2 separate regions of the Sus scrofa genome follow, and region 1 is linked to region 2. Evidence: chromatin contacts called from public HiChIP or PLAC-seq data. All regions are on one chromosome and are shown on one strand. Each heading gives the region's core, a stretch centred on a gene start, on an enhancer-like site or on the middle of the called end of the contact. The rest is flanking DNA. Distances are from core to core; before and after follow the strand shown. Region 1 holds the start of WWC2 (protein WWC2). Region 2 holds the start of DCTD (deoxycytidylate deaminase).

Region 1 (6,505 bases), core at 3,221-5,720, 120 kb before region 2:
AGATTCCAATCCAAGGACAGTAAATGAATAGGATTCCACTGGGAGTTAGTAAAACCACTCATCCTGTCTCTGAGGCCTGCCCACCTTAGCCACCTACTCCTCCCAGAGGCAAATAAACCCATCATGCCACCTTTTCTTCCTATGTTGAATACAGTGGCTTTTTTTTTTTAAAGCACCAGACCATTTGGCCATGATCTATGGCCCTCTGTAAACCCCAAGTGGTGAGGTCAAAGGGTGTCGGTAGTGAGCAAATTAAGAGGCGAGGAAGTGAGCCCACCTGCAAAACAACTACTGGCCCGCTTGTGGTGGGGAGGGTTGCTAAGGAATCATGGACAAGGAGCTTTCCCCAGGATTGGGGTGTGGGGAAAGGAAGGGCAAAGTCAAGATTGTTATAGTAAAACTATATTCAGGTTGAAAGAGAGCCCTTAATTCTTCCCCAAACTGAACTTCTAATGTGCCCCAAAATACACTGAACTTCCAAGTTCTACCTGGATCTGCACTGTGGTTCAGTGAGGTCAGCTTGATGGGTCCCCAGGCCACACTCCCAAGGTGTTCACCCTGTGTGTGACGAACCCAGGGGTCACAGAATCCTACACAGTTGATAGGGACCTTTGACGACCAATAAAAACTGGTCGGTCAGTCTGAAAAATCAACCCTGGGCAAAGAGGTTCTCCTCCATCCAAAGACCCTGAGCATGCCCAGGTGTCCAGGAGGTTTAGAGTGAATGATCAAGGACACAGGCTCTAGAGCCAACTATCTGGCTTCAAATCCTGGCTCCACATTTAACAGCAATGGCAGCCTCCCTATGACTCAACTTCCCTACCTGTAACTGGAAGGTAATAATGGCGTCTGCCTCCTAGGAACACTTGGAGAATAAAATGAGATTACAGTTGAAGAGCTTTGCACAGTGGCTGTCACACAATAAACACTGAGAAAATATGTGCTAACACATCCACCATTTCCAGAGGTAACCTGAACTGTCACTCAGTTCCTAAACTGCAATGACAACAAGTACTAGTCTTTGACTGGACCAGTTGTGGGCCCCCAAACATCCGAATGGGGTAGGTGGTATGATCTGCATTTTAGAGTTGAAAAAAATGGAGCTTTAGAGGGGTTCGGATACTCCTCCAAGCTTTCTCAGAGGTGAGCAAGGAAAGCTGTGATCACATCGCAGCAGTCTGCACGATGTCATCGACCTCCAAAAGCTTGAAAGCATTTTAAAATAATACTTCAGCATTCTAAAATCACTACTCATTTAATAAAATTATGTTCTCGTGAAATCCCCCAGCCTTTTCCTAGGACATTTGCATAATTACCTACATAATCAGAAAGACCTCACAAATTTGGATAGACCATTAAAAACACAAAATCATGGAGTTCCCTGGTGGCCTAGCAGTTATGGATTTGCTGTTGTCACTGCTGTGGTTTGGGTCACTGCTGTGATGCGGGTTTGATTCCTGGCCCAGGAACTTCCACAAACCATGAATGTGGCAAAAAAAAAAAAAAAAAAAAAAAAAAAAAAAATCATTTTCCTTAACATAAACATGATTGGGTAAATCATCAGGGCCATCTTAATTGAATGGTTTTAAAAGTTCAAAAGTACTGCAGTTCCACAGTTTATCAAGTCACTTTTCTTTCAGGATTTGTAATTTGATCCTGGAGAAGAGACACACTCCAATTGGCCTTTGTACCATTTCTCTTTCCATATGTTTGGAAAGTGTGTAACAAAACTGACCAGAGGGAACAGTTACCCCAAATACCCTCTTCTACCATCTCTTAACACTGTTTAGACACCTCACTGCCCTAAAAGAAAACACAGTCAAATTTAAACTATGTCTATGTTGACTCTGATTTTACGGAATATCTTTAAAATTCCAATACTGAAATCCAGAAATAGTTATAACCAGCTAAATGTATAAGTACCTAAAGATCCAACAGCTTCAAGGAAAACTGAGTAAACAAATCATCTTAGTCAAAACTGTTTGTCCCCATCAAATGAACTGGTTCCCAGTTTCCTGAAAAACCGAGTTTGTGATAATTGTTAATCCATTAACAATTTAAAATAAAAGACATGCTTAACTTGTTTAAGAAGTAGTGATATAGATAAGCCAAGCCATATAATTTTATTCCACTTTCTATTTGCTCTACCCAGGCCATTAGGTATTGCTGTAATCCTTGTTGGTAAACACAAATGAGATACAATAAACATGTAAACTGAAGCAGAAAAGAATCTAGAATGCCTAAAAATTTCAAGAATGCACTGCAGTTTCAATAGCCTGACACTCCAAGTATCAGAAAGCAGAAAGAATTACAACTGTAAAAGCCAAATATTTATACAGGTGCTTTAAAAGCCACTGTTGGGTGCACACCATCATCGACATTTACTATCTGTTAAGCAGTTTCAAAGTGCAATAACTGGCTTGGAGCATGAAGTTTATGACAACAACTAAGATGTCTGGAGAGACTGTGAAGGTGTGAGGCTTGTCATAACTTTCATCAGGCCAGCAACAGGCAGCCAAGCTGGAGCAAGACCGAACCTCAGCACAGGTGCCTTTTTTCATTTCAAGAGGGAAACCTAAACCGATACCTTCATGGATAATTTAACAAGGATTGTTCCATAAATTTATAATGTCACTTGCGACTTTCTTATAATTGCTCTTTAATAGCATTCAAAAACAATATTTGTGGGTGGAAATATAAGTACAAAACTGCTCCAGCTTCAAATTGAGACAAAGCAGAGTGTTTAACAGAAGCACCTACAAAGGTTATAAACTTCTAAGGCCATATTCCATAAAAAGCTGGAAAGAAGTTTCAGAAATGACAAAAGTCCAAATGTTGGAGTTATCCTTAATGGTAAGTTATTTAAAGTTATAAACAGGAATACCTCCTTAATGGACAGTTAACAAATTTACAATTAGGAACTCCTCTCCTACTATTCTTATAATAATTTTAATATAAGAATTTTCCTTTTCAGATTAAAAAGATGGGAGAGAGAAACATTTGTGATCATTCAACTAAAACTTCGGCTCCTGAACTTCTAAGATGATGAAATGTTCCTCCTCTTCACTTCTGAGCGGGAATAAAAAGTGTGTTGCAAACTAGAAAAAAAATCATGCTAAGCTCAAGTAAGTCAACGTTCCTTGATAACCAAGGTTCCTCTCCACTGTTCATTTCACTACTTCTTACTTCCAAACAGAATCTGCCTTTTCAAGATCTGGAAGTCAGTTCAAGTTTTCAGGTGAAGACTAACACTAGGCAGCAAAACCCCAAACAAACGTTTGTAAAATCTGAGGGGCGAGGTCAATGACATTCACCGCCAGGGCCCAGCGAGGAAGGGTGCCTGGGACCCCTCCATGCCCAGGGCCTCCTGACCGGTGGCATGCCCCATCAGGAACGTGCAGCCAAGGCGGGGAGCCAAGAACAGCCAAAGAGATGCCACAGGTGGCCTGGACGGCAAGTCGGCCCCACCTTGCACTTAGGCCTCCTCCCGGGAGGCCCCGGGCCCGGCCCCGCCTCCCAGGCCCTATGTACCCTCCAGCCTCAATTTGGCCAACTTTAGGCGGAGGCGAGCTCGGAGCAGGGCTCAGGTGGTCCCTCTGGGTCTGTTAGCGGGACACAGAGTGCCTGTCCAGGCGTCAATTCCACCCTTCCCTCTGCGCCCGGAGCGTCTAAAGGTCCCAGGGCCGTCGGGAAGTGGGTGGGCAAGGGGGCCCTGGAAGGGGCGGCCCCAACCAGCCCCTGCCTGGGCGGCTGGCCGGCTGACGCAGCCCCGGCTCGGTCAGACGGTCCCGCTCCTCCTTTCCGGGACCCCTCCTGGCACCCCGGGACCGGCGACGCCCCACGCCCCACGCCCCCCTAGTCGGCGGGCGCCGCCGCTCGGCCGGGTCTCCCGGACAACAGCAGCCGCCGCGCTTCCGAGGCGGGTCCCTGCGCCCACCCGCGGCCCGGCCGCCCACCTGTCCCGGGGGTCGATCCAGCTGGTCCTCCGGGTGTTGTGGTCGATGTAGAAGACCTTGCCGTCGTAGTCCCTGGCCTCCTCCCAGCCCCGGGGTAGCGGCAGCTGCCCGCTCCCGGCCCTCCTAGGCATGGTCGGCGGCCTCGCCGGCGAGCGGCGCCTCCATAGGGACCCGGCGCGGGACGCGGCGGGAAGGCTACTGCCCGGCCCGGCCGCCGCACCGGACCCGTGTGCCGGCGAGGGGCTGCGGGGTGCAGGGCGCGGCGGGGCCACGCGCGGGGGGCGCCTCAGGAAACCTTGTTCTCGGCCCCGCCGGGGATCAGTCCACCATGTCTGCGTCGGAACAGACGATCGAACCCTCCTCCTCCTCCTCGCGGCTGCCGCCGCTGCCTCCGCCTCTTCCTCCTCCTCCCCGTCCCCCTGTGGCCGCAGAGGGTCGCGGCGCCCAGGCTGCCCCAGCCGCCGCCGTCTGGGCTCAGATCCGGGAAGCTCGGCTGAGCCGCGGCCGTGGCGGCTACGGGCCTCCTCATTTGCATGTTATTAGCATGCGCCCCGCCCACGGACCGCCCCGCCCGCCCCTCCCCTCGCTCCTCATCTGCATGCACATTCCTCGCCGCCACATTCCAGGGCTTAACCCTGCAGCTCCCGCGGCTCGCTGCGCCTGCCGGGGCGCCGGCCTGAGCCAGGGGCGGGGGAGGGGAGCCGAAGGCCAGGTGGGAGGGAAGTGGGCGAAGGAATGCGCTGCTCGCCCCTTCCCCGTGACCCCCAGTATCTCCCTACGGCCAAGCACTTCGGGTTTTTAGAGTTTCCGGACTGGAAAGACAGCTAGAGAGAAGTCTCCGTAGCGCTCTCAACCTCTTTCCGACTTCTAGGGAAACCACACGACTTGCGAGAGGAAAGGGGTGGGGACGCTCTCTTCGGAAGAAAAAGTCCCAACAAACAGCGAGGGCACAGAGGCTCCCCCATGCTGCGCCCCGCGGACCCCCAGGGCGGTCCCGGCCGGTGGGAAAAGTGTGAAAAGCCCCGCAAGCCCTTGAAGCGCGTTGGTGGCGTGTCCCGGGCGGCCTCGCCCCCGGGGCCTCTGCAGAGCTCCCGGCCCTCGGTGACCTCAGCCGACAGGCCGCGGGCCTGGTGGAGGAAAGCGAAGGCGGGTCCCGCTCTCTGGGCGCCGCGACACGCCTGCCCCAGTGGCCCGCGGAGGGGACTCAAACCTGAGTCCGAGCAGCCGCTGCTCCTCCAAACCTTCCCGCACTACCCCCCCACCCCGCTTTTCTCCGCGGATGTCGCCGCCCTCGGGCCTGGGGCGCTTCACCCGCGGGGCCCCTCTGCCGCTGGCCTCCGCCGCAGAGCTTAGCTGGACGTGGACGCACCCCATAACCAGCCCCTTCGGTTCGCTCCTGCCCCGGGAAGACCCTCACTCCGAGCCCTGCTCTGGTCTAGAAGGCGTGGGCCACCCTGCTGGAGGGGACTCCTGGCAGCCCGGCGGCCAGGCTTTCCGGGCCTCTGGATGTGACCGGGAAGGAACGTGGACTTTCCCTCATTCCACAAGCTTTTATTTATTCAGCAGCTACTATGTCCCGGTCGGCCCTGAGGAGGGGCCGGACGTCGGGCGACGGTGCGAGGAGCAGCAGGTCTGGCAGGGCCCAGACAACAGAGTGTTTTTCGCCCCCAGCCCCTGGATCTGGAGGAAGCTTCCCAGTCCACAATGACAGCTCCAGCCAGGTCTATACCAGCGTCCTCCATTCTTACCCTTCCAGATTACTAACCAGCTTCTTTTAGACTTAAACAAACAAACAAACAAACAAACAAACAGGAAGACCCCGGAGATCAGTCATTCACCTCTGGGTGTGAATTCGCCTAATCCTGCCGGCTAATGCTTAAAAGACTTCCCACCTTGTGAGGGACACAGCGGTGGGCAAGGGCTTTCAGCGGTGTGCTAAAACGTCCGCCTCCCTCTCCTGGATTCACAGGCCAGTAAGGGAGTCCAGTGGATTTGTGATTCACTGTGCTGGCTCTGGTGAAGTTGGTGTAGCGGCTGCCTTGGCGGGTGGGGATGGCCTCTGGTTCTCCAGGCTTTCGGGGCTTCTGAGGTCAACCTCGAAGGAGGAGGAGGATGGTCTTGCAGGGTAAGGACGGAGGATCAGGCTCAGAACAGCTTTACGGCGGGACTGGACTTGCCTTCTCTGGCGAGGGCCTTAGAAGAGGTTGTGTTGTCCTTGTAGAGTCAGGGCAGAAACTTTAAACACTGGAAACCCTGAAGAGCTCAGAAGGGAAAGAGCTACCAGAGGGAGCAGGAGCTGGGGAAGGGAGTCACCCAAGACAAATTCATTTACTTTGTCTTTCTAGGCGTTCCTCATTTACACCCAGGAAGCCAGGCTTTGCCCTTACCAAAGGGACATCCCCCAACCCCCACCACCTCCTGGTGCTGTGTTCAGCCCAGCTCCATTCATCAAGAAGTGATCACAGAAGGCATGCTTCTCCAGTTCCAGGTGAGCTGTGCGTGACATCCTAGTGGGTAATCTCAAGGTTGTACTTCTGAATGTTGTGCAA
Region 2 (6,124 bases), core at 1,582-4,081:
TTATTTCTTTAAAAAACAGTGAAAGTGGTATTTTGCCTCTAAGGGCAGTTGTTGAGCCAGGAAAAGAAGATTTTGGTCGTGACTATCACTGGATTAAGAACAAGGATATTCTAACAGACAGATTATCTTATAATAACATTCATTGTGTTAACTGATCCAGCAACGAGGTTCATTTACTCAGCATTTATTTGGTGGGGGAGGGGTTAGGGGGTTGAAGGGAGGATGTGGGGCAGGAGGGAAGCTCTGTGAGGACATTCGTGGGTTTATCTTGTTGGTTGTTGGGATTCATAGCACCTAGCACATAGAGAATTAATTTAAAAATGATCGAATGTACAGATATTGTTGATTTTACAGTCGAGGAACAAAAGACTCCAAGGATGAAAGTAACTTCTGAAGGTCATTTGGGTAGTAAGAAGTAGAATCGGAGATCAAGTCTGGTTAGACTTTTTCCCCATGACAAACTTGACACACCCAGATGGGTGACTTTCCAGACTCCTTGCCTCTGTTTCTAGGTTGCAAGTCCCAGCCTTTCCTGGGTAAGCCGAGGTGATGGGAGAAGTGGTAGGTGATATGGTGACAGAGCAGACATCCATGAATGCCATCAAAGTCCCACCTGAGGAAACTTACCTTGACTTCTGTCTTTTTAACCCAGATCTGCCACCTTCAAGGTACTGAAATAAATTCCCGGCCATGCTACAGAGAAGACATGGATAATCCTCCAGCCTGTGAATGGAGGTGCCAAGCCAAAGCCTGTGGCATAATCCTCACAAACTGCTGATTGTGTCTACCCGTGTAAAGCCCCCTCTCCTCACACTTGATGTGGCTGAAAACATAGTAAGCCTCTGTGTCTGTGGTAGGTGAAGAAAGATCTTCAATTATAAACCAAAATACAAGGTATTAACAAGAGACTTAACACCTACAGTCACACTTGGAGTTACAAGGTGTTAATGAGCAAGATAAACCAAGGAATGCATTTTTTTCTTCCAAAGGTGCCTGAGTTCGCAGTTAGTGTGGAATAATTGAAACCTCAAGTTGTGAAACCATGAATCAGGAGGGTTTCCTGTATTATGAATGATGTCATTTTATAAGATGAGAGACTTTCAGTGAAACACGGGAACATTCAGGGTAATGTGTTTGTAGCAAGTAGGATCCTGAATTTATTGCAGAGGGGACTGTGTGAGTTGACCAAAATGGAGACTGATGAGAAGTAACTAAATTATGTATGATAGTCTTTACAGAGCAGAGGAAGGAAGAAAGCTTAATGATGTTGTGGTTGAAGGACCAGAAGCAATTGGCGATGCGTAGGTTGGAGGCTGGTAAGAAGAGAAATGGATCTATGAAGACTCAAAGACTATAGATGAGTGTGACAGGGACCTACCAGTGGATTGGGGAGGGGAAAAGAAGCAGGGGCTCAGCATATAATAAATTTTAGTGGCAACAAGACAGCCAAGTAAAGTTAACTTGACATTAAAAGTCATCATCTTAATCTACATAGCTCTTTCCAGTCTCAGTCTTCTCAAGGCAAAAAAAAAAAAAAAAAATCTATAGTTAAGGATGAAGTATTTTTTTCCCCTTTGCTTTCCCGGCATCCACTGAACACAGTACATAATTTAATTATTGAATCTACAGGCTGGACCATGGAGATGAAGAATGATGTGTCTGCTGTGGTGAGAAATTAGATAGAACCAACTGTTTATTCTCATCATTCTTCCTCTGTTAGGGTAAATTAATATAGTTAACAAGCTTTTGTTTGGATTAGAGGCTCAGATCTGGGATGTGCTGATCAGAACTCATGATCACTACAGTAGCTATTATTTATGGAGCGCTGACAGTATCCTCAAGCCCCACGTGTGAAACAGAAAGGGGTTCTTTTGTCATTCTCAGGGGTGGAACCAGTGTTCCACTAGACTTAAGGGCTATACATTTGAACAGAATAAGGAAACAAGAAAATCAGATTTAGTTCCCTAGAGCATAGAACTTCAGAAATGTCACCCAAGGTCTTTCCTATTGATCTGCACCATGTTTTTTGGTTTTGGTTTTTTTGTTTTGTTTTATTTTTTAAATAATTGTAACAAAATGTGCACAATTGCATAGCCAGCAAACATCACGGGGAAGACCGGGAGGGGTGTGGACAGTGGAGAGGGTTGAGAAGGGATCGCAGGCTTTGGCACACATCTCAGACCCTTCTACACAACTTGAGCAGGAACTGTAAAGCTGGTCAAGCAAAGCGCTTATGCAAATGCAGCTTCGAGGCATTCGAGCCTCGAGGCAGAGCTTCCCCGCCCAACCCAGTTCTCTGCCCCCAACAAACTCCTTCCCCGTGAAACTGTGAAGCTACTACAGGTCAAAATTACCCAGGAAGACATGGCGACAGAGCAGGCCCATTCCAGAGACTCAAACCAATTTTCCTTCCTTCCCCTTTCCGCTTTAGTGCAGTAGATTCTTTCGGGTCTTTTGCACAGGTAAAAGACCTCTCTCTATATAATTTCTTAATAACGGAGAGCCTTAGGTAGCAGATAGTAAAGTCAGGTGGGGGAAAAATAAATCCCCAAACCTGCACCATCAACAACAAAAACGACCTACTTTTCTGCGATCTGAAAACTGCAATGGTTTTAAGGTCAGAGCCCCGGGAGCGGCCGCCTGCCGTACCTCCCGGTGACCCGGGGTGGCCGGGCGACCGCGCAGGTCCCGCCCAGCGGCCTCGGGATGGGTTCGCGGGCTCCGGGGCTCGGCGGCCGCCGCCGCCAGATCAAAGTCAACGGTGAAACCCAAACCCCCCACAACAAAGGGGGCCAGCCGGCCCGGAAGGAGACGTTCGTGCGCTGGCCCTAAAGGGCGCCATCCGGACCTTTAGGTGGGCTGGGCGAGTTAACTGTGCGGCTGGGACAAGCGCGCAGGCGACCCTGCGGAGGAACCGCCCGCCCGGCGCGCGCCCCCCGGCCCATCCTGGGGCGCGCGGCCGCCACCTTCCGGCCACGCGGCGGCCCCGCCTCCTCTGCCGACTTCCTCCCCGGGCGCGCGGCGGGACGGCGGCGGCGGCGGCGGGGACGAGCGCCGGCCTGCAGGTCGCGGACCCTGACCGGAGGGAGGGCGGGGGCAGCGGTACGGGTCCACGTGGCGCGGCTGGGGCGCAGGGAGTCCTGGGGACGCACCATCCCGGTTGGAGCCTCCGCTGGGCAAACACGCGCGGGGCCGCGGTATTCGGTCAGTTCAAGCCTCCAGGACGCTTTCTCTTTCGCGGGAGCCGAGAGCGCCCGGTGGTTCCGGGGGGACCTGAAAAGAGCAGTCATGTGTGCGTTGGGGGTGCGTGGTTCCGACCTGGGATCGGAATCGAGGGTGGCGGGAGAAGCATGGATTGTATCCCGGCGGGTGGCTCGTCCCTCCTGTACTTCTGCCCCTGGGTTTCGGGGCACCAGCGAACGTGAAACCAAACCGAGGAAAAAAATTCCTTTCTCCTTTTTCTCCTCTCCTTGCTAACCTACTGTTTAGCAAGCAGTTAACCGGGTCTCCAGCAGAGACTACGGAGACTGACTGTTAAACCAGGTGGTAAAGTTCCAGCCAACATCGCTTCGTATTAGGAGGGTTTACAGGCTTCTCAGAATTTGGGCAATGTAATCAGTGGGTAACAGTGGTGCCCAGTGCCAGCTTGTTGGCTGCGCCCCAGTCTGGGCCCCGCCACCGTGCGGGATAGCCTAAACTTCACAGGAGATCCTGACACCCAGCTGCCGGGAAATCTCCCCTTTAGCCCAGGTGTCCAGGCTTTCTCAAGACTTCTCACTGAGAGCCATCTGGGTCTTGTGTGGCCCTCCTTCCTTGCCCTTGTTTCCTCTCCTTTGAAAGGACACCTTCCTTCCTGGGAGTTTTAAGTCCCTTCAGGGCCACTCCCTGAAGAGAGACCGCTTGCACCTGCTGGGTAGCCCAGTGTTACTGAGATCTTGCCTTAGTACTCTTGTCACACTTCATAGCTTCTTCTCATTTGGTTCATTACTCGGTATAGATAACTTCTGTCCCATCTGGGGAAAGGAAAGGCACAAATGAATATCACAGTTGGGACAGCTCCAAGTGGAATCCAGCCAGCATGGATGGATAATCATGTGATGTGATCTCAGGCGAGCCACCTAAGTTCTCGTAAGAGGAATGTTAGTTACTTTAGCTCAGAATGAAGCTTGGGTGAGATGCTATGTATCATTTTTCACCGTGTCTGAAATATATTAGATGGTCAATCAGGGTTCCCTTTCCCCTCCCTCCTGTGCTGGCTCCATTTGATGGGGGAGATGTAAAGGATGAGAGTGATTTGTAGGGCAGGCATGCGTAGTAAATCCTATGAGAAAGCAGTGACTAGATGTAATATCTGGGAATAGCCTTACAGGCTGAACCCAAACTTCTGAAATAGGAACTTAATTTCTTAATTTTTTTTTTTTCTTAAGACCAGAGATCGCCTGGGATTCAGATGCTGTCATTTCTGATTGATAAATGTACATTGAAATTGTCTGACTTTGTCGATCCAAAGTTGAAATGTGCTTGGGTTAAGCTGGAAAGCAGATTGACCAAAATGTGTTTCTCGACCGCTGTTCTGTTGTGTTTTTTTTTCTAGACTCAGCATGAGCAAAGTGCCCTGCAAAAAACGTGATGACTATTTGGAGTGGCCTGAGTATTTCATGGCAGTGGCCTTCCTGTCAGCACAGAGGAGCAAAGATCCAAATTCCCAGGTAGGTGAGTTTTACAGGAGAATGTTTGGGAATTCATTCAGTTTTACAGTCTGAATGTTTCACAAGCAGACACAGAGGTTCCCACACATCAGCCAATTATACAAGCAAGAGACTCTGTGGACACCCGCCCGCTTACGGAAGCGGAGAAAACCTGCTGTTTTTCATGCTGCACTCCTGAGTGCTCACATTTTCCTGTGAGAGAATAAATTGTCACATGCCATCATTCACTGCCTCTTATACCCAGAGACACAGAGCTCTTAGCACATCCAGAAGCTGCCTGCCGTTTGGGAGCTCCATAGGCCTCTGGTCTCTCATACTGCCTCTCTGGTGACAGGCCAGCCCTCCTTCAAAGTCACTGAGCCTTTGGGTGTGTTTCCCTGTAGGTCGGAGCCTGCATCGTGAATGCAGAAAATAAGATTGTGGGCATCGGGTACAATGGAATGCCCAATGGGTGCAGTGATGACCTCTTGCCTTGGAGGAGGACAGCAGAGAACATCCTGGACACCAAATACCCTTACGGTAGGGCATTGTTTGTGTTCCGTTCCACCTATCGGCCTAGCCTGGATGAGTGCTTAAATGTGACGGATGGTCAGGAAGCGTCATTTCCTGTTCACTTATCAACAACTGGAAAGAAGCAGCATCCTATTGAACTACCCCAATTTCCCGCCTCCCTCTCCTTAAATCCAAAGAAAGCCAGTGAGCAGAAGCATGGCAGTGGTTCCACAAGCAGTCCTGTTTTACTGCTGGCAGGCTTCTCTGCAGAGTGCCACAGCCCCTGGGGAGGCGGCTGTGAAATGGACACAGTGGCTCTGCCATTTGTTTCTTGGCCACTTGGAAGCAGAGCCAGCTAACCACGTACTGGCCAGGGCTTTGCTCTGATGAGAAGCAGGGTTCATTTCCACCTCCCAGGGGAATCTGGCTCAGGCCGATCTCTGGGATGCGGAGCACGCACTGTGAGCTGGACGTCACAGGGGTGGATGGCACAGTGGCCTCCTCCTGTTCCCTGGGCTCTGCAGTCCCAGGTGACCGGCGGTCAGACCGCAAGCCACAGGCATGGAACCGAGGACCTTTGGCCTGGCCATCTCTGGTTTCCATCTTTAAGTTAGGGAAGGATGCTGGATGCTGTTTTCTCTCTGAGCCCCAGGGAGTCTCACCTCAGAGATTATCTGGGAGGGACCAGCCAAGCCTCACCTTTCTTTTAATTCCCTGAAGAATATGCAACTACTGCCATAAAAAGATGGCGTAGGCTGGCTGCTGCTTTTTCTTAATGTTGGGACCTGTGTTTATGTCTGGAGCTGAACAGCCAGCCTCTGTCGGCAGTAAAGTGGATGAAGGCCATCCAGATGGGAAAGGCTTGCCTTCAGGAAATGAGGCTCAGGCACAATGGGAGTCTTTTCTGTTTCGTTGGCTCTTCC

What was found. HiChIP or PLAC-seq counts read pairs in DNA pulled down with a chosen protein or histone mark.
Region 1: an H3K27ac HiChIP or PLAC-seq map of skeletal muscle shows a contact between it and region 2. The contact joins the promoter of WWC2 here to the promoter of DCTD in region 2. A contact is called at or near these places in 1 of 47 Hi-C or Micro-C datasets (heart right ventricle) and 1 of 2 datasets of contacts at active chromatin or transcription factors (skeletal muscle).

Annotation. Positions count from the first base shown.
Region 1 is chr15:44,613,696-44,620,200 of Sscrofa11.1, reverse strand. It overlaps WWC2 (protein WWC2), which reads right to left and starts at 4,470. Exons shown (of 25, transcript XM_003359464.5): 1 at 3,957-4,470. The coding sequence starts at 4,087.
Region 2 is chr15:44,489,301-44,495,424 of Sscrofa11.1, reverse strand. It overlaps DCTD (deoxycytidylate deaminase), which reads left to right and starts at 2,831. Exons shown (of 6, transcript XM_021075124.1): 1 at 2,831-2,854; 2 at 4,595-4,709; 3 at 5,093-5,228. The coding sequence starts at 4,602.